Regions from separate parts of the Sus scrofa genome. Here region 2 is linked to region 1. The links are chromatin contacts, called in public Hi-C maps. All regions are on one chromosome and are shown on one strand. The core of a region is the stretch at or near the end of the contact, and the rest is flanking DNA. Distances in the headings are between cores, read along the strand shown.

Region 1 (6,738 bases), core at 791-3,290:
GAGCTATAAAGAGCAACTTAGTATGTAGGTCACCTCAAACAGGTGCTAATCGATCGGTGGGGCAAATTCCTAGAAGTGGAACTGCAGAATAAGGATATATATGCAGCTATAATTCTGATTACTATCAAACTATTCTCCATAAAGAGGGGCTCATTTCCAGTCTTACCAGCCATGTGCAAAAACTTTATTTCTGGCCTCTCCACTTCCAATTATCCTTACATGGAAATGTGTCCTCCATATCACTGTCAAAACCAACTTTCTAAAATGCACATTTGACATGACACTCCTGTGATACGAGCCTTCCACGTCTCCCTACTGATCTCAAGACTTTTCAACATCTGGAACTTTGCTATCCAGTGTGGGCCATTAGCCACATGTAGCTCTAGAGCACTTAAATGTGGCTAATCTCAACAGAATGTGACATAAATGTGAAATAAAGACTGGACTGCAATGACTTAGGATGACATAAAAACAACGCAAAATATCTCAATTAAGTTTTTAACATTGACTATCTGATGAAATGGTTCATTTAGGATGCAGTGAATTAAAGAATATAATTAAAAATAATTTCACCTGTTTATACTCTAAGAACTATGACTACTAAAAATTTTAAAATTAGGGAGTTCCCGTTATGGCTCAGCAGAAACAAACCTGACTAGCATCCATGAGGATGTGGGTTTGATCCCTGACCTTGCTCAATGGGTTAAGGATCTCGAATTGCCCTAAGCTGTGGTGTAGGTTGCAGAGGCCTGTGGCTACAGTTCCAATTCCACCCCTAGTTTGGGAACCTCCATATGCTTCGAGGGTGGCCCTAAAAAGACAAAGTAAGTAAAATAAAAAATTTTTAAATTAACACGTAGGTCTCATTCCAGACAGCGCTGCTCTAGCCCCTTCCTCTGTCACCTCCCTCACCCATTTCATCTCCTCCAAGGCCTCTGTACTCCTCAGTGCTTTAGATACTGTGGTCCCTGCATCTCAGAGGCTCCCCCTCCCTCCCTCTTTTAAGAGTCTGTTTCCTCTGGAGGCCTTCAAAAGATTTTGCTTTTTTGGTATCAATTCACCTCCCTTTACAGCTGGTGAGGTCAGGTGCCTAGGCTCTCACCTTTATTCCCAGGCACACAGGCCAGCATGCAGTTCAGTACTGCATGTTGGCCAAATCAAGAAATGAAGGCAGAAAAGCCTTAAGAGTCTGTCTAAAGCATAGAGTTAGAGGGAGGTAACTGCACGCAGGTGAACATATTCAATTTTTTTTAAAAAGTAGGTAAGTTTCACCTGAATTCAGAATGTGAATTACAATTTCAGCTGCAAATTAACAGTAACAACAAGAACAGTTAAAAGGAATCACGAACTTAGGAGAAACTTTCTTTGACTTGAGTATCTGCCTAGTCTCCATCCTCACCAGGGGAGGCCTGGCCCTGGGAGCCCGCCTCTCGCCCGCCGGCTCGTCCTCAGAGCCCCCTGGAGAAGACCGCGGAGCTTCCGGCGCCCACTGCCTCGGGAAACAGGGGACAGGGACCTACTCACCTGGCAGTCCGCGGCGAGGAGGACAAGGAGGAGAGGAAGGGGAGGCGGCTCTGCCTGGAACCGCTCTGGATCTCGAGGAAAGCGAAACTGAAACTTTGCGCTCCTGGGTGGCGGGGCGGTGCGCACCCCTGCCCCGGCCCGGATGCGAAGCGAGCCCCGGCGCCATGGCTTCGAACGGCTGCCCGCCGTCACCGCTGCTCGTGCGGGTGTCCCAGCCCGGCACCCGCCTACAAAGGAAGCTGGAAAAGTACTTCCAGAGCCGGGAGTCAGGCGGTGGGGAATGCACCGTCCAGGCCCTGGACCGCAACAACCCAGACACCTTCCGGGTGCAGTTCCTGCAAAGGGCAGGTGAGCGGCTGGCGAGGGCTGGGGGGGCAACTGCCATCCTTGGGGCGTGGGTGCGTGCAGACCCAGTTCAGAGGAGCCAGGAGAGAGTGAGGGAGAAGGTCTAGGAACGTCTGGTGGGGAACAGGAACCGCGGCTCCTGCTGGCACGAGGCGCAGAGCCACAGCAAAGGACAGAGCCCGGAGGAGCCCAATCTGTGATCGGTCGGACCGCGCCTTAAAGTTGACGCTTTCCAGAATCCTCCTCCGAACTCATAAATCTCAGCTTTCAGAAGAACACCCTTGCCACCCCCAGACACCTGTCAGCCCTTGTCATTTAGGTGTTCCAGTTTTATGGGTTTTTTTTTTTCAGTAAAATTTAACAGCTTGTATTTATTAAAATAAGCCCATTGATGAATATTAATTTCATCCTATTTATTAAGAGTAACTAGTCAATGTCCTGTGATAAACCATAGTGGAAAAGAATATGAAAAATAAAGTATACATGTATAACTGAATCACTTCGCTGTAGAGCAGAAATTAGCACATTGTAAATGACCTATACTTCAAAAAAATAATTTTTTTTTTTTTAAGTCATGCCAGACTTTCTGGAGAAAATAACTTTTGTTTTAAAAGAACTAGAATTGATTTGATCATTCACTATTAGGTTATTTTTGGTAGATACCGGTTGCCTTCCATCCTTGGAAGTACATGGTCTCATACAATGAAATTTTGTCAAATGTGAAACATCTATTTACAAGTAGGCATCAAAGCACTTATATGGGAGTTCCCTTGTGGCCCATCTGGTTAAGGATCCAGGGTTAACTCTGCAGCGGTTCAGACTGCTGCTTTGGCTCAGGTTTGATTCCTGGCCCTGAGAATTTCCACATGCCATGGACACGGCCCCCCAAAATTTTTATATGACCTGGTGTCAGCTCGATGTAGTCCCAGCTGTTTGCCTTTTTAGATGCTCTGATAGCACCTTGCATGAAAGGTTCATTAGAGACTTCTGCAGCAATATTCTAGTAGCAGAACACAGCTATCCTTCTAGTTAGGTGGCAAAACTGCTTTGAATTAGCTGCTGAACCAGGACTGTGAAGCCTAGGGCCTATACTGGGCTCACTAGATTCTTATACCCCTTTGTAAGAACAGGAGTGCCTATGTTACATTTGAAACTGATCAACGCATTTTGAAAACCACTCATTTCACCAATAAAGCAATCTTAAGACCAATATCCATTATTCTAATTAAGGCAACTGTGTTAATAGGAGAGAAATGCAGGTGACACTTGTAGTCTTTTTTTAAGAGTATGAACTTCAGTCATCCTTTTAGTGTTAACTAGTCACCCTAGGTTTATACTTATGATTAGTGTACTTTATTTATTTTTTTTGGAAGGCTGTAAAATAATTTTATTTTGGTTTTGGTTTTGTTTTAAATGGTTTTTATTTTTTCCATTATAGCTGGTTTACAGAGTTCTGTCAATTTTCTACTGTACAGCAAAGTGATCCAATCACACATACATATATGCATTCTTTTTCTCATGTTATCCTCCATCATAAATGACTAGATATAGTTCCCAATGCTAATACAGCAGGATCTCATTGCTTATCCATTCCAAAGGCAATAGTTGGCGTCTATTAACTCCAGATTCCCAGTCCCTCCCACTCCTTCCCCCTCCCCCTTGGCAACCACAAGTCTGTTCTCCATGTCCATGAGTTTTTTTTTCTGTGGAAAGGGTCATTTGTGCTGTATATTAGATCCCAGATATAAGTGATATCATATAGTATTTGTCTTTCTGACTTACTTCACTTAGTATGAGAGTCTCTAGTTCCATCCATGTTGCTGCAAATGGTATTATTTAGTTCTTATGGCTGAGTAGTATTCCATTGTGTAAATATACCACATCTTCTTAAAACATTCATCTGCAGATGGACATTTGTTTCCATGTCTTGGCTATTGTGAATAGTGCTGCAATGAACATGCGGGTGCATGTGTCTTTTTCAAGGAATGTTTTATCTGGATATATGCCCAAGCGTGGGATTGCTGGGTCATGTGGTAGTTCTATATTTAGTTTTCTGAGGTACCTCCATACTGTTTTCCATGGTGGTTGGAGCACAGTTTTATGTTTTAAATAATTATTTGATAGATTAGTTCTTGAGAATGGCAAAAGTTATTTATGCTCACTACTGAAAAAGGAGAAAAGAATAAAGAAAACCATGTGGAGAAAAACAGTGTGGACATTTGGGGCATAATTCCTCCCAGCCCTTTTCTCTGAACGTCAGTAAACACACACATATAGTTACAAAACTGAGTCTACACTTTTGATTCCTGCTTTTTGTCACTTAGAGCAGGTGTTATTCCATATCATGAAATGGGAGACTGGAGGCAGTTTCAGGAATATGACTTTTAATGAGTGGATGATATTCCATTATCATTATGCTTTCCTTTCTATAGTAAAACTTAAGCTGTCTACTTTGGTGTCTTGAATAGCTTGCTTGCCCTATCACCAATCCACCATTCCAGGATGCAGGGAACTGCCCTCACTGGGAGGGTACTGGGGCAAGGTACGGATGCCTAAGTAGGAGGATTCCTTGAAATCACTCCCATTTCTATGTGTATTGTGTATATTTAATGTCTCCACTGAAGGTAAAGAGGGAGTATTGAAAAAAGAAAAGCACCAAATTGTGGTTGACAGCAAAACAGTGACTATTTTCCTGGAATCCAATGAAACTGCAATAGAGAAGAATACAAGACCTAGGATATCGTCTTTGACACAGTCAAAAAAAGGGGCGAGGGATGGTGAAAAGCAACCGAATGAGAAGCACATTCCTAATGCTTCAGATTCCTCCATCCAGAAGGTGAGTATTGAAGAGAGCTACCCTGCAACTTGCTCTCTAGTCCAAGGACCATTTGCTGAGACGTTACTTTGAGCCTGGCACTGTTCTAGGCACTGGGACACAGAGGTAGACACAACAGACAGATCCCTGCTGGGAATGGAGAGGTATGTAGAAAAACAATAAGCAAGTAAACAAAATAATAAAACCATTTAGGAGAGAGATCTATGCTAAGAAGAAAATAGAATGGGGTTTTTGCCTTAGTGCGTGACAGGGCCAGGCAAGGAAGGAGTTTGTGTTGTTTCTGACCAGAAGTCTCTGAGGAGGTGACATTTGCCCTGAGACTTGAATGATGAGCAGAAGCCAGCCATACAGAGTCAGTCAAGAAATGAGTATCAGCTGCCTACTGTGTGCCAGGTGCTGTCACAGGAGCTGGGACACAGCCAGGAACATAGCAGACCTTGCCCTCAGGGACCTTACGTTCTAGTGAGGGCACCAAACAACAACAGTAGGCAAATAGATGGGAATAACATATCTGCCAGTGATAAAGGCTAGGAAGAAGAATAAAGCAGGGGAAATGATAGGACCATTAAAGCAGGATACATGACAGAACCACTATCTTAAATAGGATATCAGGAAAAACCTCTCAAATGAGGTGACATCTGAGTAGAGATACAAATGAAGGGTGGATTCCTAGGGGAAGAAAGTTCTAAGCAGAGGGGAAAAAATAAGTGCAAAGCTTACCTCCTTGCCCAGACAGAAGCTTACATCCTGAGCCCCAGGAGATTCAAAGAGGGAGGCCAGTTGCCTGGAAGGGAGAGAGCAGGAGAGAGGGTTAAAGAGGAACTCAGAGATGGGGTCTTTGAGGGATGAAGGTCAGGACTTTGGATTTGAACTGAAATGTTAGATTCCTCAGATGGTTTTGAGCCAGGGGATCAGAGTGAGCTGATTGACATTTCTGAAGGATCACTCTGGCTGCTGCATGGAGAACTGAGTGTAGGAAGAAGGCTCAGGTGGAAGGTTAGCGCCCAGGTATAAGGGGCTGCAGTGAGCCAGGTGCAAGGTGATAATGGCTTGGATTCTGAATGATCCTGGTGGATGTGTGAGGAATGGCTGGATTCAGGAAGCATTTTGAAGGAAGATGTAGAGGATGAATGTTATGTGTGGAGAAAATGGCATGTGCGAAGACCTTGAGGAGGAACAAAACTTTAGAAATCTTGCTTTATATTACATTCAATTTGCCTTTTTTTTTTTTTTTTTTTTTTTTTTTTTTTTTTTTGCCTAACCTGTGTATTTGCCGTATTTTGAACTTCTAAAGGTCAAAGTTTAGCCTAGCAATATTTCATGCAGTTAGGTGGTTAAAAAAAAAAAAAAAAAGAAAAGAAAAAAAGAAAAGAGAGAGGAAGGTAGAAAAAAACAGTAACAGGAAAAAATGAAAAAACATCCTCCTCATACTGATGACTCTGTTCCAGGCTCACACTCTTTAGTGAGAAATAACAGCAGTTTACCCAGAAAGCCAGAGTGCCTTCTTTTCACCCAATTTCCCAAGGTCAAACAGATAGTGGCAGCTCGAGAATCCAGGTGTCTTGTCCAGGGAACTTTAAAAAATACTGCTCAGAATCTATGGAGATGTGGCTGGGCCTTGGCGTTTTCTTCCCTGACCATACGATTCTGATGTACACCTAGGGCTGGGCTCCTCTGGGTACGTTGCAAAAAGGATTTGAAAGAAGTCATATGGGATGGAAATCCTGTGAAATTAGATTGTTATGATCATTATACAACTACAGATGTGATAAATTCATTTGAGTAATAAAAAAAAAGAAAAAAAGAAAGAAGTTATAGTGGTTGTTTCTCTACTCTCTAGATATGCTCCTGCGAGGAGAACGTAGGCCTGGATGTCTAAGAGAGTTCACTTGTTCCCTTTCAAAATTTCAGATCTTTCTTACTGTCACAGCTGAACTGAACTGCCGCCTGTTTTCTAAAGAGCAGAGGGACTGCATCACCACTCTCTGCCCCAATGTCCAACGATGGGAGGGTGCTGATGGAATTAAGACGGT
Region 2 (7,156 bases), core at 3,379-5,878, 58 kb before region 1:
TTTTTTTTTTTTTTTTTTTTTTTTTGCTTTTTAAGGCTGTACCTGTGGCATATGGAGGTTCCCAGGCTAGGGACTGAATAGGAGCAGCAGCTGCCAGCCACAACCACAGCAACGCTGGATCTGAGCTGTGTCTGCAAACTACACCACAGCTCACGGCCAAGGGGAGGGATCCTTAACCCACTGAGCGAGGCCAGAGATCAAACTTGCATCCTCTTGGATACTCGTTGGGTTTGTTACCTCTGAGCCACAACGGGAATTCCTATGACTTCCAAATTTTGTAAGCCTAGAATTTTACACCCAGCCAAATTATTGACAAAATGTTAGGCTAGAATAATGATTTTTTTCAATTATGCAAGATTTCAGAAAGTTTTTGCTTCCCAGGTACCCTTTCTCTGGAAGTTAAGAAAATATGGGAAGTAGGAAATACAATATAGAAAGGCAAAGAGAATTTTAAGGGTGACAAAAAGAGAAGTTTCAGGATAACATCTGTGAAGTAGGCCTAGAAAGTAACCAGTCCAGTCACTTTGCTGTACAGCAGAAAACTGACACAACATTGTAAACCAACTATGATGGAAAAAAGAAAAATAATTTAAAAAAAAAGAAAAGAAAAAGAAAGAAAGAAAAGAACCATTCCAGATTGCATTAAAAGGACAGAAGGTTCCAGGACAGCTGTCTTATGGTAATGGAAGGGGAAAAAAAGATATTATTCCTGAAAAAACAAACTGCTTAAAAGAAATGATATCACAATACACTGCATAGTTCAGTATGTACATATTTATAACTGAAGGTCGACTTAATAAATACCTGTAATAGCTATATTGCAAGGATGGGAGAGGCAGTGTGTATATGTGGAGGAAAATCAACAGATAACATCTTAAACTGCTGTATCAAGAAAGACCAAAAGAAGCCAAGTTATTTATAAATATGAAAGAGGAAACAGCAAAAAGAGAGAAATTGATAGCCTCTAAATTGGCAGACAGGGGACAGTTGTTTTTCAGATATTATTCTAATTTTAAAACTATTTTTTTTAATGGCAATAATGCAAGGAACTTGAAGGTCTTTCAGCTTATAAGATCTTCATGATATCACGTCATGATGTTAAACTACATCTAGTTTGTTCTGCTGGAGAGAGTGACCTGCAAACCGAGACAAAATCAAGCTTTAATGACTGATGTGAACATAATACAAATAACCCTGTGTTTGAATCCCAGCTCCACCACTTACTCTGTGAAGTAGGGCAAGTTACCTAACCATCCTGCACATGTAACCACCTCCTCAAAATGGTTTTGCAAGGATAATTAAGTGAAAGCTTCTGACGCAGTGCCTGACCCATCAATAGATGTCAGTACCTTCTGCTTGTCTTTCTGCTTCCTAATTACAAACCCCTATTTTGACCCCAAGCTGCCTTGCTGGTCACTGAGTACAGAGACTCATGGACAACTCAGCACATATCCCTCCTCATGCTGGAAAATCAATCATGATGAGTAAGCAAACTTATCTTTGTATATGAAGGCAGAATTATTCTTGTTATGTGAAGGAGATTATCCCCATTATCCACATTCTGGATTACTGCCTGCTTTCAAGAACTGTCCCAATTAGTCTGCTACACTAGATCAGAATCATTTCACCACAAAGGTCTGTCTTGTAGGGACATACCATCTTTAAAAACAAACAAAAATCTGTACATTCCATCAGTCTTCATCCCTGCTCTTTCACTGCAAGGCCTTAAAATTTTCTAGTGAAAGTTCTATCTGGCCCATTGCTGGCCTGGGGCCACCTCCTGCTTACCACAGCAAGAATAGAGTGAAATCAGCCCCAATCAGCTAATTGAATTGTTTACCATTTCCAATGTTTTCGTCCATTATTATGGTTGAATTCAGAATACCCCATAAAGTAGAGAAACATTAAAACAAGGAGAATAACAAGGAATTACCTTTATCACTATGTCAGTCATCTTTACTTGCAAAGCCAAAAGTCCTAATTGATTTTATACAAAGCACACATACTTCTAAAAATAATCTGACAGGCTTAAAAACATAAAATCATAAATCAAGTCTTTATCATTTCAACAAACACTATGCTAAAACACTGGAGATAAAAATAATATATAATCCCTTCTCTAAAATGAGAGGGAAAGGGTAAAAAAATTGAGAGCAACAGAGAAGAAACAGTCCAGGAAACAACTTGAGAGTAATTCCAGACTATATGGTATGGTTTATAACATGGTTGAGGCTAAGGAAAATTATGAAAACTACTAAAGTTGAACACAGAGCTGAGCCTCCTGATAACCAAAGCATAAAGGAAACAGAACGGCCTACAAATACAAATGATCTAATAAACGCAGTCATTTAAAAAAAAAAAAAAGAAAGAAAGAAAGAAAGAAAAAAGTCCTATCAGGAAGGTCTTAAAACGAATTTGTCACTAAAGTTCTATTTTATAAGGATCAATAAATAAATCAGAAACAGTATCCTGGACAGCAATGAAGTGGTTTTTTTCGTACTGCCTTTTCTTATGTCCCAATCCTAGATAAAAGTCAAGGTACAAAATATTCATAGCTTTGTGAAGAAACTTCTATGAGGATCTAAACTAAGAGAATGCAAGTATACTGACTTCAAGTGAAACGTTTTGTTTCCTTACTTGACTGTAAACTCAAGGCTTACGTTGTCTGATTCCATTTGAATTTCCTTTGCTATTTGGTACATTTCAGTTTCTGCTCAGTTTTAATAACTGATAAAATGTCATATAGTCAATATTTACAGTCACTATTTGTTAGCCTTCCCTGCTACACTATAAATTCCATGAGGAAAGGAAGAGTGTCTATATCCCCTGTCAGGGCACAGGAACACTCCAAGTATTAGCTGAATGAATGGACCGAATAAAGAAAACACAACCAAGAAGTAAGAAACAAGAGGAGAAATAATTCCTAAAATGGCAGGGATTCTGGTTCTAACGCTAGTCCTAGTTTAACAAGAGCTGGATGACCTTCAGTAAGTTACTTCTCTGACTTTCAAAGCTTTTAATCTGTAGAATAGGAAAAAAAAAAAATCTACTTCAGAGTTACTGTAAGCATTAAATGTTTTAATATACGAGAAGCTTTTAGCACAATACCTGGAAAGGAGCGCAACAAATGTTAATTCCTTTACTTTCTCTCATGTTCTCGACCTTAAAATTCTGTATTACACATAAAACAGCCCTCCAAGAATAAATGATTTCAGTGAAAGTATAACAGAGTTCATTCTCACTTTCCTTTGAAAAGTTAAAATTTCGTCTTTTCAATCTTTAAAATGGAGGGGGAATTACTTTCAAAATACTACAAGTACAAGAAGAAAAAGTTAGGAAAAAAAGAATGTCAAAAATAAGCCTTGAAGCAACAAGGTGGCGGGGAGGGAATCACTTACTCATCCACTGCTAAGAAACAGGGGGTTTCACTATTTATTAAAGGAAAAAAGGATTGATAAAGTTAGAAATGTTATTTAGCATTGTTTTAGAAAAAATTTCAAACTGTTCATTCTAAATATAAACTTTAAAAATCAAGTACTTTGACGTCGTCCACTTAAAAGTGGAACATTAAATACTTCCATTCAAACCTAAAACATTCCTTCTCGACGACTTCCCGGACTCCAATCACCCTTCGGTTTTCTCCTCCCATTTAGAGCTTAATCTAATACTTCGCCGCTTTCCTAGCATCACCACTGACACACGCTGTGTGCAGACGAAGTTCTGTCATTCCTATAATTACCACACCCCTGTCAGCCGCTTCAGGCCCATGTTGTTATGACATCTGTAAACTGCAGCCGTCCGTCTCCGCCCCCGCCCCCCCTCCACCTCCCTCTGAACCACCCGCTCCGGCTCGGGCTGTTAACTTACAAATTCCTAAGACGGTCCCTTGCTACCTCGGTTAGGATTTTTACACGCTCCCCCCCACCACCACCACCCTGGCTCTTTCCTACCTCAGTCATGGCACTCGGCGAGGCCCACCCCCGCCCCCCGCCCGGCTCCCGCTTGTTCGCTAGCGCCAGGCCGAGGCGCTGGCTCCGCACTCCCTCCTCTCCGCCCCGCTGCCTCGGCGCCCCGCAGTACCCGGCGCCCCTTCCAGCCCCGCCGCCGCCCTGCCCCGCCTCGCCTCGACCGGCGTTCCCGAGGGCGAACGCACCAGCACTCCCCACCCCCACCCTCCCCTCCGCCGGCCGCGCGGCCGCTAGGATCGCCGGGCCCGTGACGCACAGACGCGCCGTGAGCGCCCAGGCCCAGGAACCCCAGCTTGAGCACGGCCGGCGCCAGCCCTCGCCGCGGGGCCTCTCCCGGGTCCAGCCGAGGATTGCCGGATCCGCCGGCGGGAGGGGGAGGGGCCGGGGCCGCCGCCGCCGGGGCCTCGCACTCACCAGGCTCAAGGCGACCGATCCCAGTGCCACTGCTGGGGTGAGCCGCTGGGGTGAGCCGCTGGCTCTCGCTCGCCCGCCCGCCGTGCCTCTCCCGCACACAACCTACAAGAGCCTGCTCGTCCCTCGGCGGTGCACAGCAGGCCTCACTCCCCGCCGCCGCCGCCGCCGCCGCCGCGCACCCAGCACAGCGAGACCCAGCTCTGCCGGCGTTCGCAGTGCGCCTGTGCGCGGGGGCGGGCCTGCGCGCCTGCGCGCCCCCATCCACCGCCCTGCTGTAAAGGCTGCCGGGAAATGTAGTCTTCCCACGGTCTTTCTCTGGAAGCATTAGCTGTTAGCCCGGAACTAGTGGGCAGTCTCGGGTCGGGAGAAGGTCTGGTTGAAGAGGTTCGCAGTTAATTCCAAAGGTTGGATAGTCATGCCGGCGTGACAATGAAAAGGTACTATTCAGGTTGAATTGCAAAGTTATGTCTACAAACCTGTCTTCGAAGCTCTTCCAGGACGGATCGATCCTTGCTCACCTCTTTGGTAGTTGTTACCTAATACACGTTTATTGAATGAATAATGGAATGAATGAGGGTGAGGGATTATTGGGTTATTACAAAAATGTTAGAAGTCAGCGCCTCGTGTCTAAGGCATTCACAGGCAGCGCGTTTGAGGAAGCTTCTCTGTATTTCCTTTTTCATTTCTCTCCCATCACCTTTGCCTGATGATGTATTAGTATCAAAAAGTCATTAAGTTTACTGAGATACACATACTTGCTTTACTCTCAATAAACGCTCTCAAACGAATATTTGCGACAAATAATTGTTACTGATAAATTTGATTGTATTCTTTTTAGGGAATTCTTTTTAAGTAGTGTCTTCAAAAGAAGAAAGACAAGCCAGCCAAGCAGTGGTCACGGAATAGAAAGTCTCACACATGACATGGTTTAGCAAATCAATATAAAACACCCACGGAGAAGTAAAGTGAAAGAGATGGGGTAAAACTATGACGAAAGTGTGGGAGAGAGGACATTACCTGAATCCTGGGCTATGCAATGTTCGTTTGTCCTGGATCTCTCTCTGCTGTGTCAGTATTCCCTCCCCACCAAGGTGTATTTTCTAGGAGTTGAGTGTGAGCAAGGATGCTGGGGAGAGGGAATGTGTTCTAAGAGATTTAGAGGCAAGGATGCCTGACCACAGCTAAGCTGAGGACAGATCACTTTATTCCAACCAGAAGCTAATATTATTCAGAACTGGACTTCAGTATTGTGAAAACTAGTTTCTTTCCAGTTCACCCTTACTCCTAGTTAGAGTGTCCCTGGAAGGTCCCAACCAAAAGTCTGGGGTATTTACTAGGGCTTCTCGTCTTTAACCCAGCCATCTCAACCCTGTAAGACAACCAAAAGCTGTACTGTTTTTCAGCTACTGCTTTCAGAATTAGCAATTACCACAGGTAGAAAAGTAACAGCAAACATCAGGTTCATCTCTCTTGGCTTCCCTTTTCTTCCAGATCTTGGACCCACAGATTGTCACTGCTGTCTGTGGTAGCTCTTCAACGCCTTAATGTTTTTTATATATTGTCCATTTGTTCTTAGTGGTAGGAGGATTTGTTCAAGACAACAACTGCACGCCACTGCTGAAGCAGAATTCCTATATATATGTCACTTTTACAAAAATGTTATCATACCATACATGATGTTTCATTAGCTAATGTCTTTTTGTATTTAAATTTTTTTAATTTAAATTATAGAATAATTTTTATATTACAAACAATACTCTTATGAACATTTCCGTATCTTTGTGTGTCCAAGGAAACTGCTAGATCCTAAGACATTGCATCTTTAACTTTACTAGATGAGGTAGGTGAAACCCTAAGATGACCCCCATGATCTTTGGGGAGAGGGCAACACCTGTTGGTGTTGCTCTATATAATCCCTACCCCTTAAGTGTGAGTGAAACTGTTGACTTCTGGCCAACAGAATATGGCAAAGATGATTACATTTCATGATATAAGTCTCTTTCTTAGCAGACCGAAACTAGACAGTCTCCTGCTGGCCTTGAAGAAGTAATTTTTCTTTTTTTTTTTTTTTTTTTTGCCTTTTCTAGGGCTGCTCCTGCGGCATATGGAGGTTCCCAGGCTAGGGGTCTAATTGGAGCTGTAGCCACTAGCCTACACCACAGCCACAGAAACACGGGATCTGAGTCGAGTCTGCGATGTACACCACAGCTCATGGCAACACCGAATCCTTAACCCACTGAGCAACCCCCAACCTCACGGTTCCTAGTCGGATTCACTAACCACTGCGCCATGACAGGAACTCCCGAAGAAGTGAGTTTTCATGCTGAGAACTGCCTATGGAGAGGGCCATGTGGCAGGAAACTTCAGATGGTTTCTAGAACCTATGTGCAACATCCAGCTGACAGCCAGTAAGAAGCCAGAGCCGTTTTTCCTACAATCACAAGGAAATGAATTCTGCTAACAACCTGAGAGAGCATGAAAGTGGATTCTTCCCCAATCAAGTCTCCAGATAAAAAGGCAACCAGACTTACACCTTGATTGCAGCTTTGTGAGACCCTGAGCAGAGGAACTAGCTCTACTGTATCTGTACTCCTGGCCCAAAGAAACTATGAGATAATAAATGTGTATTCAGCCACTAGGTTTCCAGTAATTTGTTACCAGAAACCAACATACTAGATATCTATGGATTATTTCCCAAAGTGGTTGTGCCAGTTTACACTCCACGAGCAGTATATGAATCTCTTTTCTAAACATCCTCGCTAACATTGGGAATG

What was found. A called contact is a pair of places that touch in the nucleus more often than the background predicts.
Region 2: a contact with region 1 is called in a Hi-C map of skeletal muscle, with 5 times the contacts expected there. The contact joins the enhancer-like site here to the promoter of PARP9 in region 1. A contact is called at or near these places in 1 of 5 promoter capture datasets (liver), 5 of 47 Hi-C or Micro-C datasets (adipocytes, liver and skeletal muscle) and 1 of 2 datasets of contacts at active chromatin or transcription factors (alveolar macrophages).

What each region holds. Positions count from the first base shown.
Region 1 is chr13:137,956,289-137,963,026 of Sscrofa11.1, reverse strand. PARP9 (poly [ADP-ribose] polymerase 9) reads right to left here and starts at 2,040. Exons shown (of 11, transcript XM_021070264.1): 1 at 1,525-2,040. It overlaps DTX3L (E3 ubiquitin-protein ligase DTX3L), which reads left to right and starts at 1,646. Exons shown (of 6, transcript XM_021070271.1): 1 at 1,646-1,872; 2 at 4,494-4,705; 3 at 6,617-6,738. The coding sequence starts at 1,689.
Region 2 is chr13:138,015,998-138,023,153 of Sscrofa11.1, reverse strand. No RefSeq gene overlaps it. Among named protein-coding and RNA genes, the nearest start is that of KPNA1, 26 kb to the left of the region's middle. Within about 2 kb of position 4,628, at least 76 of the 83 cell types and tissues checked have an H3K27ac peak or open chromatin away from gene starts, as enhancers often do. A contact at or near this core is called in alveolar macrophages, liver and skeletal muscle, where this site is marked.